2 separate regions of the Ovis aries genome follow, and region 1 is linked to region 2. The links are chromatin contacts, called in public Hi-C maps. All regions are on one chromosome and are shown on one strand. Each heading gives the region's core, a stretch centred on a gene start, on an enhancer-like site or on the middle of the called end of the contact. The rest is flanking DNA. Distances are from core to core; before and after follow the strand shown.

Region 1 (6,521 bases), core at 1,892-4,391, 220 kb after region 2:
GGGTCAGGTCGTGTTAGACTTGAGAGGCGCCTTAGAGGCCATTCAGTCCTGCCCATTACGGTGAATCTGGGGCCCAGAGAGTACAGGTGACTTATCCAAGGTCACACGGACTGTCCAGAGCCAATCTGGGACTGAAACCCATATCTCTTGACTCCAGATCTAGTGCTCGGCAGCATTTCAAAACCCATTTCAGCATTTTCTGAAAGGCCCGACTTCTATTCCATACTGAAAAATAAGGATTTTAGGCAAGGACCTTAGGAAGGTGACACACTGGACAATGTACTGAGAAACGGCTGCCACAACCATTTTTTAACACCGGGGTGGGAAAAGAAGGCATTCTCTAGCTTAGTGCTTCCTTAACTAGCTCAGTGAAGAGAACTGAGAACATTGGGGTTTGCAGTTGTTTTTTCACTTCCCCTCGATTGCAGACTGATAGTTCTGTGAAAGACAAATAAAACGCCGGTGTACTACCTAATCGTGATTACAGTTTCTAAACACTCTCAACCTCTGTTCTTTAATCCTTGGTCTGGGACCCACACTGACCTAGTCCACAGCCTGGCACTGGCATGAAGGGGGCAGGAACCAGAGGCTGAAGGCCCCAAAACCAGCCTGGAAAACTCCTTGGAGGCCGCTCTGGTGCCACAGGACCCTGGGCAAGCCGGAGAAGAGCACTCGAAGGGCCCTGGCATTGCCCTGGAGCCCCTGACAGTGTTGCCAGCTCTCTACTGCACCAACTGCTGAGAACACAGTTGCCTCTGCAAAGGAGGCAGAGTTTCCCCTCAGGTCAGCTAGGAATATCTGCTGGGTGGCTACCCTGCAGTCTTAAAGTGCATGTGCTATCTGACCAGCTAAGCTTGTAATTCCCTTGGAGGACTGAGCCTCATAAGGAATCCACATCAGAGAAACAGCGGGCATAGGAGCTGACATGGCAAGAATCTCAGACTCTGATGAACCAACACCGTTTGCCTTAAGTCTCAGATATCCTTAATCAGTTCTTTATAAAGCAAGAGCAGGGTCATGGTAAGCATCACCCCACTGTGCAAAGAAAAACAGGACAGGGGATTGAAAACTGTTGAAAATCACAATCTTTGCAGAGTAGAATCCAGGCGGGCCACTTAAAAGTAACAGCAGAAAAGCCCACACCACCTGTCCTGCCACACCTGGCCTAAACCCAAGCCTGAGCACTCTCTTCAAAAACTAGTTATTTAGAAATCATTCCATACTTATGAAAACTTGCACTTTATGGCATTTTCAGGAAGAGTCTGTTCTGAGGGGATCCTCCTGGGGCCGAGTGGTCCTGGAGTGTTAGATTCCACACTGCAGTGAGGATCCTTCTGATCCCTTCCGCTGGAGAGCCCCACCCTTGAGGTAGTCAGACTGGTCACAGAGGTATGATGAAATGAGAGTGAGCCCCTGGCGGGTAAGTAACCGGATTCAGTCACCACTTAGTGGCACACGTTTAATTAGGTTTTAATGCAAGTAATTCGATAACTACTCCTGGCCATCCACTACAGAACTGTCAATGCTAAGAGCTTTTTTATTTAGCATCTCTCCCATCTATACTGAGGCAGCCTCCCCGCTGACCCTTGTCAAAGAACCCCATCTGCTGGTTGCCACGGTAACTGAAGGCGACCAATTGAGCTGAACAGAGTGACTCAGAAATAAAATGTGCGGCCAAAGGAATTCTGCTAAGAGTAATAAATCATTTAGTAAAAGGGGATCCTCCATACAGTGAAGAGTGTTGGGATAATATGATGGCATAACTCTTCCAGCTAGAAGGTCCATGGCAGATCAGAGTGATTAGGCTTGCCGGAGGGTTCATGTGGTTGCTAGTGGGCTCAAACAGCACAGAAGTCAGATCCTGCCCATTTATGCACCATCGTGGGAGAGAAGGAACCAACTACATCAACTGTTTCGTGTTCAGGCTGCAAAATTCTGAATTTTAAGAAGTGGCAAGAGAACCAGTCCAGGCTTCTAACACTCCATACTCTTTTTTTTTTTTTTTTAAGTAGCACAAGTAAACAAAATGCCCCATGTAGCTCGTGTGGCCTTGAGGAAGATGGCAGAGAGAACAGACACTGAGATTGCTTTGGAATAAAAATGTCTAGCACCATCTCTTTGTCATCAATCAACTTTTAGGTGCTCCAAGCAGAAGTCATCTGTGTGAACAAAACATGCAGTCTTTGAAATAGCAAGGGAGATGGGATTCAACTCAGAGGGTTGAGGGTATCACCACAGGATGGTCTCAGAGAGGGTGGGGGCCCTGAATAAGATGGGCGGAAGAAAAGGGAAAGGAGAGGCCTTGGGGTGGGGGTGGGGGGGAGAAGTACTCTGCGTGACAAAAGGCAGCACACTGCAGGCCCCTTGCAGTGGGCACAGAGTTGTACCTGAGTCCCACGAGGAATCTCTACACCCCACAGTACCCAGATTTTAAGAGAAAACCCCAGACATGCTAAATCGTCCATCCAGCATTTAATCTTTAGATGGCAGTTCCTTAGTGGTTGCGGTGGGGGAAGCAAGGTTAAGGGCAGTAGACATCACTGCCCTGACAGCCAGTGACCAGAGGGGATGAAGGGCTCCAGGACACAGAGACAGCAGGGCTGTGTGCTGGGGGGTGCAGGTGGGGGTGGTCCTGCAGCCTTACTCTGCTGCTCTGCTCAGGCTGTATCCCACCCCTAAGTGGGCAGGATACTGACATCTTTCCAAACCCTAACCCCCAGAGTGATGGGAGGACTCTGTATCCCAAGTCGTGAACCCCAGAGATAATTTCCTCCTTTAGAAAAGAGCAACTGCCAAAGAGAAGGTAGGTCCCCCTACCCCCCCTCCCATCCTAGATGCCACCAATAAAAGGCTTCATCTTAGAGAGTTTTAGTGAGATTCTGTAGATGGCTTCAGGAGCGGCTGTGCATGCCCAGGACGAGTCTTTTCCCGTGCCTCGCCCGTCCCAAGAGCCCAGGCAAAGCCTTCCGGGGCCACGGCGCTTCAGGGAGCCGTCTGCTCGGGTCCCACCCAGTGCCGGGCAATGATATCTCTGCGGGTTGAAGGGTCGGCCGGGCTCCACGAGTGCCTCTGGCGCCCCACACCTGCGCTCAGGCGCCCGCAGAGGGCAGGGCGGCCTGCCGCTCTGGCTCCCGCCGCCGCCGCCGCCGCAGTGGGCCCCGCGCAGCCTAGCGGCTCGCCCTCCCTGCGGCTCGGCCGGGTCCGGCGGTGGGGCGCCGCGTGCTCGGGCGGGCCGGCCGCGGGCGGGGCGGGGCGGGGCGGGGGAGACCCACTGGCCGGCATCTGGCTCCGGAGGCTCCGCGGGGGCTCGCAAGGCCTCTGGACTTTGGCAGAAGGAGAGGATTAAGCTGAGATGGCAGTTGAAGGAGGGAAACGGATGAAAGCTTCATTAACTCCAAGCTCACGTCCCAATTTATTTCCCTTGAGAAGCAATGTGGAAAAAGTTTCCTTGTGATGGGAAAGTGCTGAGTGATTGTTTGCTTTTCTTACATTCAATTCCTTATTTGTAAACAATAACAAAAATTAATCAGTTTGCTGATCATGGGGGACTCAAATTTTAATTGAACAAACAAAAAAAACACTTGCTAATAGAGACGCTGAAGAAATATTACAACCCATTTTAATATCTATGTTAGTGATTAAGCTTCTCACGTGACTTAACTGAAACTGGCAAATATCTTAAAGAAATGGAAATTTAAAAGGTGCTGGGTATGATATGTCTTTAATTTTCCCCTGTTCTCATCCAATAACTAAACTGACTTTTATGATCAACCCTAAAATGTCCTGCTTGATGACACAGTTGTTCATGCCTGAATTCCCTCTCCCTTCTTGCAAAGTTACCACTAGTTTCACTTCTAAAACCCTACTTCCAATTCTTTGTCTCTGCTCACTCTCCCGAATTCTCCTCCATATTTCAGTTCCCAGACACTCTTGAACTTTGCACACGCTGCCAGTTTGAGCCTGCACAGAATAATCAGTATATTAATTCCACTCAGAGACAGTGAGATTTTTCTAACACAATCTGCCCAACCTGAACTCTTTCCTTCAGAAACACTTTGCCTTTAAAAAGAAACTCCCAGCATGAACCTCATAAGAAGCGACATGTAACAGACAGTGCATGTGGCGCTGGGCGTGCAGCTCAGAATTAAAAGAGAATTTTTTACTTTGTTTCTTTGGTGCCATGTGCATAATGTACATGTGGACGAAACTGACATCAGACATTTAAAAGCAAAAAAGAGTGGGGGGAGGGGGATGTGATGGTGGAGGGAAAGAAAGAAAATATGTTGATAAAAACAGTAACTTCTGTTAATCTACATTTTCCAGTTACTGTCTTAATTAAGAATGTTAGGAAATATGTTGCAGTTTAATTGCATTGTTTCAAGAAATTCTAATGCTGACAAATTTGGGACCAGGGTACACTTGGATGGTAAAAGGAACTGAAGTGGCAGTTTCTTCCAATTGGTAGATAATCAAAATTATGCTTTCCACAGACAACCCCCATGCCCTTGATCCTAAATTCAGATGACAGAGTAAGAATAGCCTAATACTGTGTTCAGTATGAAATGAGTTATGAAAAAAAAAAGAATGTTTTTAATCTATGTATATGAGATAGGAATAATTTTTTAGTATAAATGAAAAAAATTCACACAAAAAATGAAATAGCACTTCATCTGAAATTTCTGGGTAACATTATTATCCCTATGCAAAACAGCTATTTAGGAAAAAGTTGGTAACTATCTTCAAATTATTCCCTGATGACCTCGAGACATTAAAAATCAAATGCCTCAGCCACAAGTACGTAAACATAATGACAGTTTGAAAACATTCAGATGTCAGATCGCTGCGTCCTCTTCTTCTACTGCAGCCCAGTCACACAAGCTCTAGGCTTCATTGCTTTTGGAGTGGGGGGAAGACTACATCATCACAAAGCAAAATAAGTTAGAATGTGTCTTCCTTGCTCAGTGTTCCCGTGATAGAAGTCGTAGAAGGAAGGTAGCCTCCCATTTCCTACAGTATACCACGGCCAACTCATTTTTAACCTGGATGTTAATGTTTCTTGCTTGACCCCACTTTCTGGGACCTGTGCAGTTGAGCTCACTGCCCCTGAGAAGGGGAGCGGGGTCTCAAAGCCTAAGGGAAGGCATTGCTGTTCAGTGCCCTCTGGTTCCCAGGGTGCAGCACCAACCAGCACCAACCAGACCAGCAACCTCCACTGACCCAGCTACTTCATTCAAACCGGTCTGATGATTTGGTCAGACAAACTGACCAGTTCTTTGACTGGATCGACTATTCATTTCACCTTCCATTAACCATGACACACCTAGAGCCTCAGGGTTCAGAGCCCCCTTGGAGGAGGCGGGCCTAACTTTTCTAGCAGCTAAAGATACTGCACCCTATGTGCAATGGCCCTGGAATGAGAATCAAATAAGATCTGTTTGCCCTAAAACGTAGCTGAAATGTCCAAAGAGCTTGGGGAAGAGAACCAACTGGAAAGCTCTGCTCTCACTGGGAGGTCTCATGGCTCCTTGTGCCTCAGGCTCTCAGAACAAGAATGGTCAGAGCACTTGTCCACGGCTGAAATCCTGCCAACAGGCTGCCATTCCGAGTGTCTCAATTCTTAAACTTTCCTTTACTCTTTGTATGACAGAATAGAACCCTAAGGTCCCAAAGTGCAGGGTAAATGGCATGTGTGACCTCAAATTTCATTGAGTCTTCAATGCTATGGAATTAATATAATTTTTTTTTTCTTGTCTCACAGGAAGGCCAAAATAGTGAAGGACGCATCTCTGGTGTGTTCAACACCTGCAGCTGCCTGACCAAGAAATGAAACATTTTCCATCTTTGGGGGTTTCTGGAAATTCTGGTGGTCGAAAACATTCCCCCCAGTAGCTGGGCAACCTTCCCAGAGAGGCCTTTGTCGGGCAGCACTGGAGGCTGGTGTGCGGCGCCCGGACTCCTGCGGAGGGCGGCGGCGGAGGACGCTGCGCTGAGCAGCCCCCAAGCATCGAGCATCGTTAATCACCAGATCAGAGAGCGAGAAGAAAGTTCAGGCAGGACACAGAGGCGAGGAGAACTCACGAGTGTAATTAGACACTGAAAAGTTCTGAGTCAATTCTCAGAGTTTAGAGCACATTAAAAGAAGAATACACAATACTGGGGTGGGGGTGGGGGAGGGCTGGAGATAGGGAAGCAGTACGCGCCCGAGGGCCAATTGCCTCTCCAGCAGCGGCAAGGCTGTTCCTGGGCTCGCAGGACCATTTGTTCCATTACACAATCTCCTGAAGCCATTTAGAGAGAGCTCAAACAACTGCCTGTACCAACACGACACATGGCTTCCCATCCCGACTCTTTGCTAATCCAGACGCTCCAACCATCTTTCTTTAAGATGCCATATGGTTGGCAGAAGCCTGTAGATCAACAGCACATCTGCTTGCGCGTTTCTTCTTCCCTCCATCCCCCCAACAAAAGAAGGATAGAGAGGCAGACCAAGAGGAGGGCATGCGTGTGTACCTCTGCCTGTG
Region 2 (7,104 bases), core at 1,823-4,322:
TTTTTTCTTAGTTGAAAATGTTCGTTCGTATGCTGACTTCTGGCTTTGTACCAAAAGTAAAGAAGCTCATAGTTATTAGATTAAAAAGAGGTCACCGGCAAGCAGTTACAAGACCCCAAAACAGTGTTAGCCCTTGCTCAGCAGCTGATTGTGATTAGTGAACCAGGCTTCTATAAGTAAGTTCTTTCCCTTTTTCCTGGAGCCAGTGGAGTTTTGGTTGGGTGGAATATCATTGTGGATAGCAGATTGGCTTGGCAGTTGAAGATCCCCTTGGCTGAAGTTTCTAGAGGCTAGGCGACCTCCTTGACACCTAGGAGCTTAGCCCATACTGCCCGTCTCAGTCCTGCTTTTCTGTCTCCCATATCCTTTTCTTCCCAGCCCCGTTCCCTGTGGGCTGGATCCTGTTTCAGTTGTTCCGTGTGTATCTCAAGCCTGTTCCTGTAGACAAAAGTTCATTCTGCAGTGAATGTTCCTGCTTTCTCCGTTTGGCATTTCTGAGTTGGAGCCCTGATATACCTCTCAGATTAGGGCACCACTCACCCTTTGACAGTGAGGCGCATAGCAGAATATCCCGTCTTTGTCTTCATTAGGCTAAGGCGGAAAACAGCAAAACAAAAACAAGGACTGTATCATTTTAAAAGATGAATACAGCACTGTCCTCTCCAAAAGCAATTAAGAATGTATTATATATGTAAAATTTAGAGAAGGCAATGGCAACCCACTCCAGTACTCTTGCCTGGAAAATCCCATGGACGGAGGAGCCTGGTAGGCTACAGTCCATGGGGTAGCGAGGAGTCGGACATGACTGAGCGACTTCACTTTCACTTTTCACTTTCATGCATTGGAGAAGGAAATGGCAACCCACTCTAGTGTTCTTGCCTGGAGAATCCCAGGGACGGAGGAGCCCTTGGGCTGCTGTCTATGGGGTCGCACAGAGTTGGACACGACTGAAGCGACTTAGCAGCAGCAGCAGGTATATTTCTTAGACTATTAATCATTTAAGCTTTCTTTATACTTAAATCCAAACATTTGGTAGACAAGTCAGACTTATCACTGCCTTAGATGCACTTTAAAAATTCTGTAACATGAGTGGTCTTTGTACTTGCCTTGTGGAAAGTATCTTCACATTATAGAAGTTGCATAGATACTTAAAATGTGTTGTTCTTTGTGATTCTGTAGTAATAATTTTCTAGAATTTCTTTTTTTCCTTTAGTAGGCTATCTTTGAGAAGCATTTAAAAAAATATGTCTCGCTTGATGTAATTTAGAGTTATGACATGTAATTTTCACAGGTAAATTGGGTCAGAGAATTCCAAATTAATAATTTTTTCCCCCAAAATATTAACTCATTTCCTATGTGTGTTTATAACCTAATATTGTGAGTACCTAATTTATAACCAGCAACTAAGACAAAAGGAAGTTTTCTTTAAAAAAAAAATTATCTAAAAATATGATTTTATTATTTCCTAGTAGTAAATTGACTGTTAAGGCTGTCTAGCCTTAATTAATAATATGTATTAAGAACCTAGTGTGTGCATGAAAAATACAATATATTTAGAAATAACCTCAATTGGAGGATAAGGGCATTAAGCTCGCTATTCTTGTAAAATACTGTGTGTATCTGTGTGATCAGGAGAGAGGGTAAGAAAGGGAGGGGTGGAAGAAAGGAGAGTGGCAGGATAGGGGTGCATATAGTAGTTGCAAGTAACTTGTGTGAAATAAGGAAGACTTAGGACACATCTAAAGATGACATAAAATATATGTTAGTATCAGTAGCGTGTAAAGTTTGGATTATTAGAGATAATGAAATTATGATTGGAAGTTATTGGGATAAATTTAAATGAAAGAGGTTTAAAGTAGTATTTTGAAGAAGTGGGGCAGATCAGCAGAGTGTAAATTTGGGCTGAGTTCGTAGGCAGATTAATTTCCGTTTAGTAACTGAACCGCTTTATTCATAGAAATACTTCTTTGCCTCTTTCTATTGAAATAAATGGAAGTCCATATTGCATTTAGACAATCTGAGGAGTGTAGGCAGGGAGAGTTATGAAGGAGGTTGGAAAAGCTAGAAAGATTGCTGTGCCATAGAAGCTAAGCAATAGCAGTTATCCACATGTATGGATTTATGAATGAGGCCTGAAAAGAGGTCATTAATGACAGTTTCAATAATGACCTTGTAGAGACCAGTTTCAGTAGAATAGTGATGATAAATTACAGAGAGTTGAAGGTGGATATGGAAGAAATGGAGAAAGTCATTATACATTGTTACTTTTGAGTTATTTTTGATATAAGTAAAGAAAACATTGTAGCAGGTCAAGAAAGATGATGCTTGAATGGGGTGAGCATGTTCATAGGTTAGGGAAAGAGTCAGAATACAGAGGGAAATTCTGACGATTCAAGGGAGATATAATCATTGATATAAGATTTTTATAGGTAACAGAAGAACAGAGGATAGCCCTTGAAAAGGAGAATATATACATCCTCCTTTGAAATACAGCATTCCAAATAAAGAGACTCTTTCAAATGGAAAGTTGAGACCCTATGGACTGCAGCCCACCAGGCTCCTCTGTCCATGGGGTTTCTCCAAAAGGGCTACTTGAGTGGTTTGCCATGCCCTCCTCCAAGGCATCTTCCCAGACTAGGGATCGAACCCAGGTATTCCGCATTGCAGGCAGATCTTTACCAACTGAGCCACCAGGGAAGCCCTGAGATTATTTGCATTCAGCAGTTTCCATATTTTCTAGGAAGTAAGGTCATTACAGGATGAGAGAGTTGGCATTTAGAGGAGACAGTTTTGAATAGGGTAAAGAAGATGTCTGCTTTTTTGTAAATAATCATTATCTATTTGACTTGATAGATGGTCCAGTCAGAAAGAGATGAGTTAATTTCCCAGGGTTACATGAATTATAGTGTAGTTTTTTTTGTTTTTGGCTTAGTTTCATGATTTAATATATCATTGCTCAGAACAGTTACATGGAAAATAGATTGAATAGCACACTGAGAGTGATATAATGTGTGCAGTGAAAGAAAAACTAGATGAGAAAAATAGAGACTGACCAAGGATTCTATAGAGAAGGAGACACGTGAATAAGGATAGAAGGGAACTTGCAGACAGAAAACTGGAGATTGCAGGACTGGAAATGGTAAGTAAAAGGAAGGAGGAAGTTCAGTGGGAGTAGGAAAATTGAAATATTCGCTTAAAATACTAACGACAGAGTAGTTCATTCCTTCAGCAGTATTTGAGTGCAGCGCCCCCCCCCCCCCCCCGCCCCATTTTGCTGGGCACTGTTCTTTGCTGTTTCTTAGAAAATGAAGTACCAAATGGGTACTGTTCAACAGAGTTGCCACTAGATGTCACTGTGATTCACATGGCAAATTTAAACTACTCTCCTCAAGATACAGAGCTTTGAAAGTCAGATGTGCCTAAATAAATAGGCAGTCTTTACAGAGTTTACACAGATTAATTAGTTCTAATCCAGGTATCTTAGTTGTACAGCTACGTCCAGAGAAAACCTCTTTTAGGACAAAAGCAAACCGTGAAAATTCCATGTGATTAATACTGTCTTTGCATTATTGATTCATTTTTACTATGTTGCTGCTGCTGCTGCTAAGTCACTTCAGTCGTGTCCGACTCTGTGTGACCCGATAGACGGCAGCCCACCAGGCTCCCCTGTCCCTGGGATTCTCCAGGCAAGAACACTGGAGTGGGTTGCTATACCCTCTGCCAGGGGATCTCTCCAGCCCAGGGATCAAACCCAGGTTTCCCTCATTGCAGGCTGATTCTTTACTGTCTGAGCCACCAGGGAAGCCCAAGAACACTGGAGTGGGTAGCTTAGCCCTTCTCCAGGGGATTTTCCCGACCCAGGAATGAAACTGGGATTTCTGGCATTGCAGGCAGGTTCTTTACTGTCTGAGCCACCAGGAAGTATTTCTCTAGTGAGCTTTAAATTTTTCTGAAATCCTATATTGGATTTTTGCAGGCATTTTCTTTTCTTAATACTATATTAGTTGTTTGCCAGGTTGGTTGTGGTTTTATAGGGACTAATGAGTTTTCAAGAGGACTAACAAAGCTGCTTGTTACTAAGTGCTCAAGATTGTGCATGTCTATACCATACTGTGACTTGAAGTTTTGCTTGTGTGGCCTTTCTGTTCTCAACTCTAAGGAATGGTTAGTATCTATTCAGCTTAAAAAAAAAAAAAATCTCATTCTTGTTCCCTATCCCAGATAGGATCACCAAGTAGTTCTGCTTCTTTATCTTCTTGTTCAAAGAAAGGAGTCATGTTCAGGAAGCTTATCAGACTTCTGCCTTCCCACAGGGCTTTTCAACTTGGTTCTTTCAAAACCTCTGAACAATTTTGAGCAACTTTGCAATATAATTATTTAACAAGCATGCGGGAAAACAGACAAACTGACAAACCATGTTGACTTTCTCAGAAACATGTAAACAATACCCAGGCACACTATATATGTTTCAGGATCTGTTTATAATCTTATGTTTTCATTTATGTTAGTTTTTCTTCATTAGACTGAGGAGCCTGAGGAGTGTTTAATATAAACAATTTGAAAACCATTATAGTAGAAAAAGTGTAGTCATGCTTTCTGCATGTGATAATGCCTAACAATATAACACAATGCTTTTTATATAACTTTTTATTGCTGACCCTTAAGTTAGCTTGTGATCTGTTATGATCTTAAATGATTTTTAGCCATGTTTGCAAAAATCTATACACTATTTTAAATTTATCTCTTGAATTTCATTGTGTTTATGGACAAAGTCAGTTTATATTTTAAGGTGATTTTCTGTGGTACTTCCCCTTGTAATATTAATACTTTCCTTTGGAAAGGCACCTGTTTGCTAGCATCATCATAATCTATAAACAAGTAGTAATCAGGAGAGCCCTTTGCATCAAGATGCTAGGAACAGAACCTCTGGCATAGAGTTGGTAAGCTGCAAAGAAGGAAACAAGCACATTATTTGGAATAACTGGAAATAGGCTGAAGATGCAAATGCAGTTTGCTTTGAGAATTTTACAAAAGATTTTTCCTTGATTGGAAAAACACTTATTTTTTTCATGGATTCTTAAGACCAGATGTTTTTAGGTAATATTTTGGTCTATTAATTGAAGATATCTTCCTTTTCTTGAAAAAAAATTATTTTGCTTTTTAGACAGGTAAACATGAACATTGCACTTACTGAGGTGTACTAGGTAGGATGGTAAACAGGAAAGGAGGTCTGTAAAAACTTCCCAGCAGTTGCATCATAATTTCACTTTCTCAAAATTGTATGGAACTAGTCATGGTTATAACCTCTGTAATAAAAAAAGCATTCAACTGTGATGCAGCAATGTTCCATTAATGAAATTCTGGGAATTTTCCAGTAGTCACTTTTTAATTCTTAAATTCACTTTCATAATAATTGTCAAAATGAAACTTTTTTCTGACATTTCATTTCTTTGAAGCTTTACAGTGAAAATGCTATATATTCCTTTTTAGGAATATACTCCTCTGTTGTACTGGGAATAATAAGTTTATTTAGATAATGGCCATCTACACTCTCTAGCTCTAATCCCTAAAGGCCTTAACCTCCATTAGAAACAAATGTAGATTTTTGTTTGCTTAAAATAGCTTCTTGGGCATGTAAAAACTCTTTTGACATCATTATTTAGGGGCTCCCATCCTCCCAGTGGAATCACAGCCTAATACAAAAACTTTGCAGCTGGTGAGCTCCCAAAGCCCCTTTTGATGATTGTTTGTAAGCTCAGCATGGCAGCTTGCAGTTGTGCCTTTCCTGTCCTGGTACCCCGCCTCATCCCACCCCTATGCTCATGGTCTTCTAGACAGTAAGAATTCTCCAGTGGTAAAATATAGGGCTGAAAATTTCTGGTGCCTTTTTCATCCTCTGTTCCTCCTAATTCTTTTTCGTTCTAAACATATCCATAAAGTTTAATGGAGATTATCAAGGGAGAGATACTGTGACCTCTCTCACTCTCTCGATCTCTCTTACTCTCTCTGTCTTCTGTGATGCCTTACTCGCTTTAACTCATTTATTAAATTTAAAAATGTCTATATCAACAGGCAGTAAGTATCCAGAGGTTACTTATGGGATTCCTTTGCTTCTCAGTAAAGTGTTCGGAATCAGAGATTGAATCTGCAGGTCTAACTATGGTCTAGTTATCAAACCTTGAAGTTTCTTCAGCTCTTATTATGTTCTCTATTTAAAAAAGTAAGTACAGGTAACCCAAGCAAGTGGCAGTTAATGACTTAACGCCCTGATAAACTGGTTGACAAGAAATTGTCTCTAAAAGTTTTTTTTTTTTGCTTTGCTTTAACCAGCTTATCATCTATAGGCTTGTATTGGTAATTTTTAGACCGGAAAAAAAATCACTCAAGATAAATCATGTTTATCCATTGAAATACAAAGATAGAATATATTTAATTGATTAAATAGGATATGATTCACATATTATGAAAATATTTTGAAAATACATAACATAGCTATAATTGTGTGTGGTAGTCTCTCAGTCATGTCTGACTCTTTGCGAACCCACAGACGGTAGCCTGCCAGGCTTCTCTGTCCAGCTGTAATTGGGAAGCTCTAAAAAGACATGGAACTGATAGGCGAGTAGTAGTAATTTAACATTCAACTGATGAATGTTAAAATATGGGAAAAAAGATACAGAGAGAAATATGTTTGAATATAAAGTACTACCTGTGTTTGAATTTAATAAAATAAATGTTGAACTAGGAAAATAGAAGTAAAGCAAAGTGAAAAATTGTTCAGTGAAAGATCTTTTCAGTTTGGTTCCACATTGGGAATTTGTGCTTTTGCAGTTTGTTGATAACATGTATTAAAGTTATATTCCAGAGTTGGTGCAGATTTTGCTAAGTTAGTTTTTTGCAGGCCTACATAATGGGTTTTTAAATTGAGATATAATTGACATAACATTGTATTAATGTCAGGTGTAGGACATAATGATTTAATATTTGTATATATTGTGAAATGATCACACAGTAAGTTTAATGCATTGATTTTTGAAAGTTGTTTTCAAGATAAATACTCTAAGTACTGTTGATACTCATTTTATATAATTATTATATGCCTTGAAC

What was found. A called contact is a pair of places that touch in the nucleus more often than the background predicts.
Region 1: a Hi-C map of hypothalamus shows a contact between it and region 2, with 4 times the contacts expected there. The contact joins two enhancer-like sites. A contact is called at or near these places in 2 of 16 Hi-C or Micro-C datasets (hypothalamus and tail adipose tissue).

The regions. Positions count from the first base shown.
Region 1 is chr12:32,929,885-32,936,405 of ARS-UI_Ramb_v3.0, forward strand. All of the region lies in intron 14 of SDCCAG8 (SHH signaling and ciliogenesis regulator SDCCAG8), which reads right to left. Among named protein-coding and RNA genes, the nearest start is that of SDCCAG8, 220 kb to the right of the region's middle. Within about 2 kb of position 3,142, at least 13 of the 54 cell types and tissues checked have an H3K27ac peak or open chromatin away from gene starts, as enhancers often do. A contact at or near this core is called in hypothalamus, where this site is marked.
Region 2 is chr12:32,708,114-32,715,217 of ARS-UI_Ramb_v3.0, forward strand. All of the region lies in intron 3 of AKT3 (AKT serine/threonine kinase 3), which reads left to right. Among named protein-coding and RNA genes, the nearest start is that of AKT3, 84 kb to the left of the region's middle. Within about 2 kb of position 3,073, at least 11 of the 54 cell types and tissues checked have an H3K27ac peak or open chromatin away from gene starts, as enhancers often do. A contact at or near this core is called in hypothalamus, where this site is marked.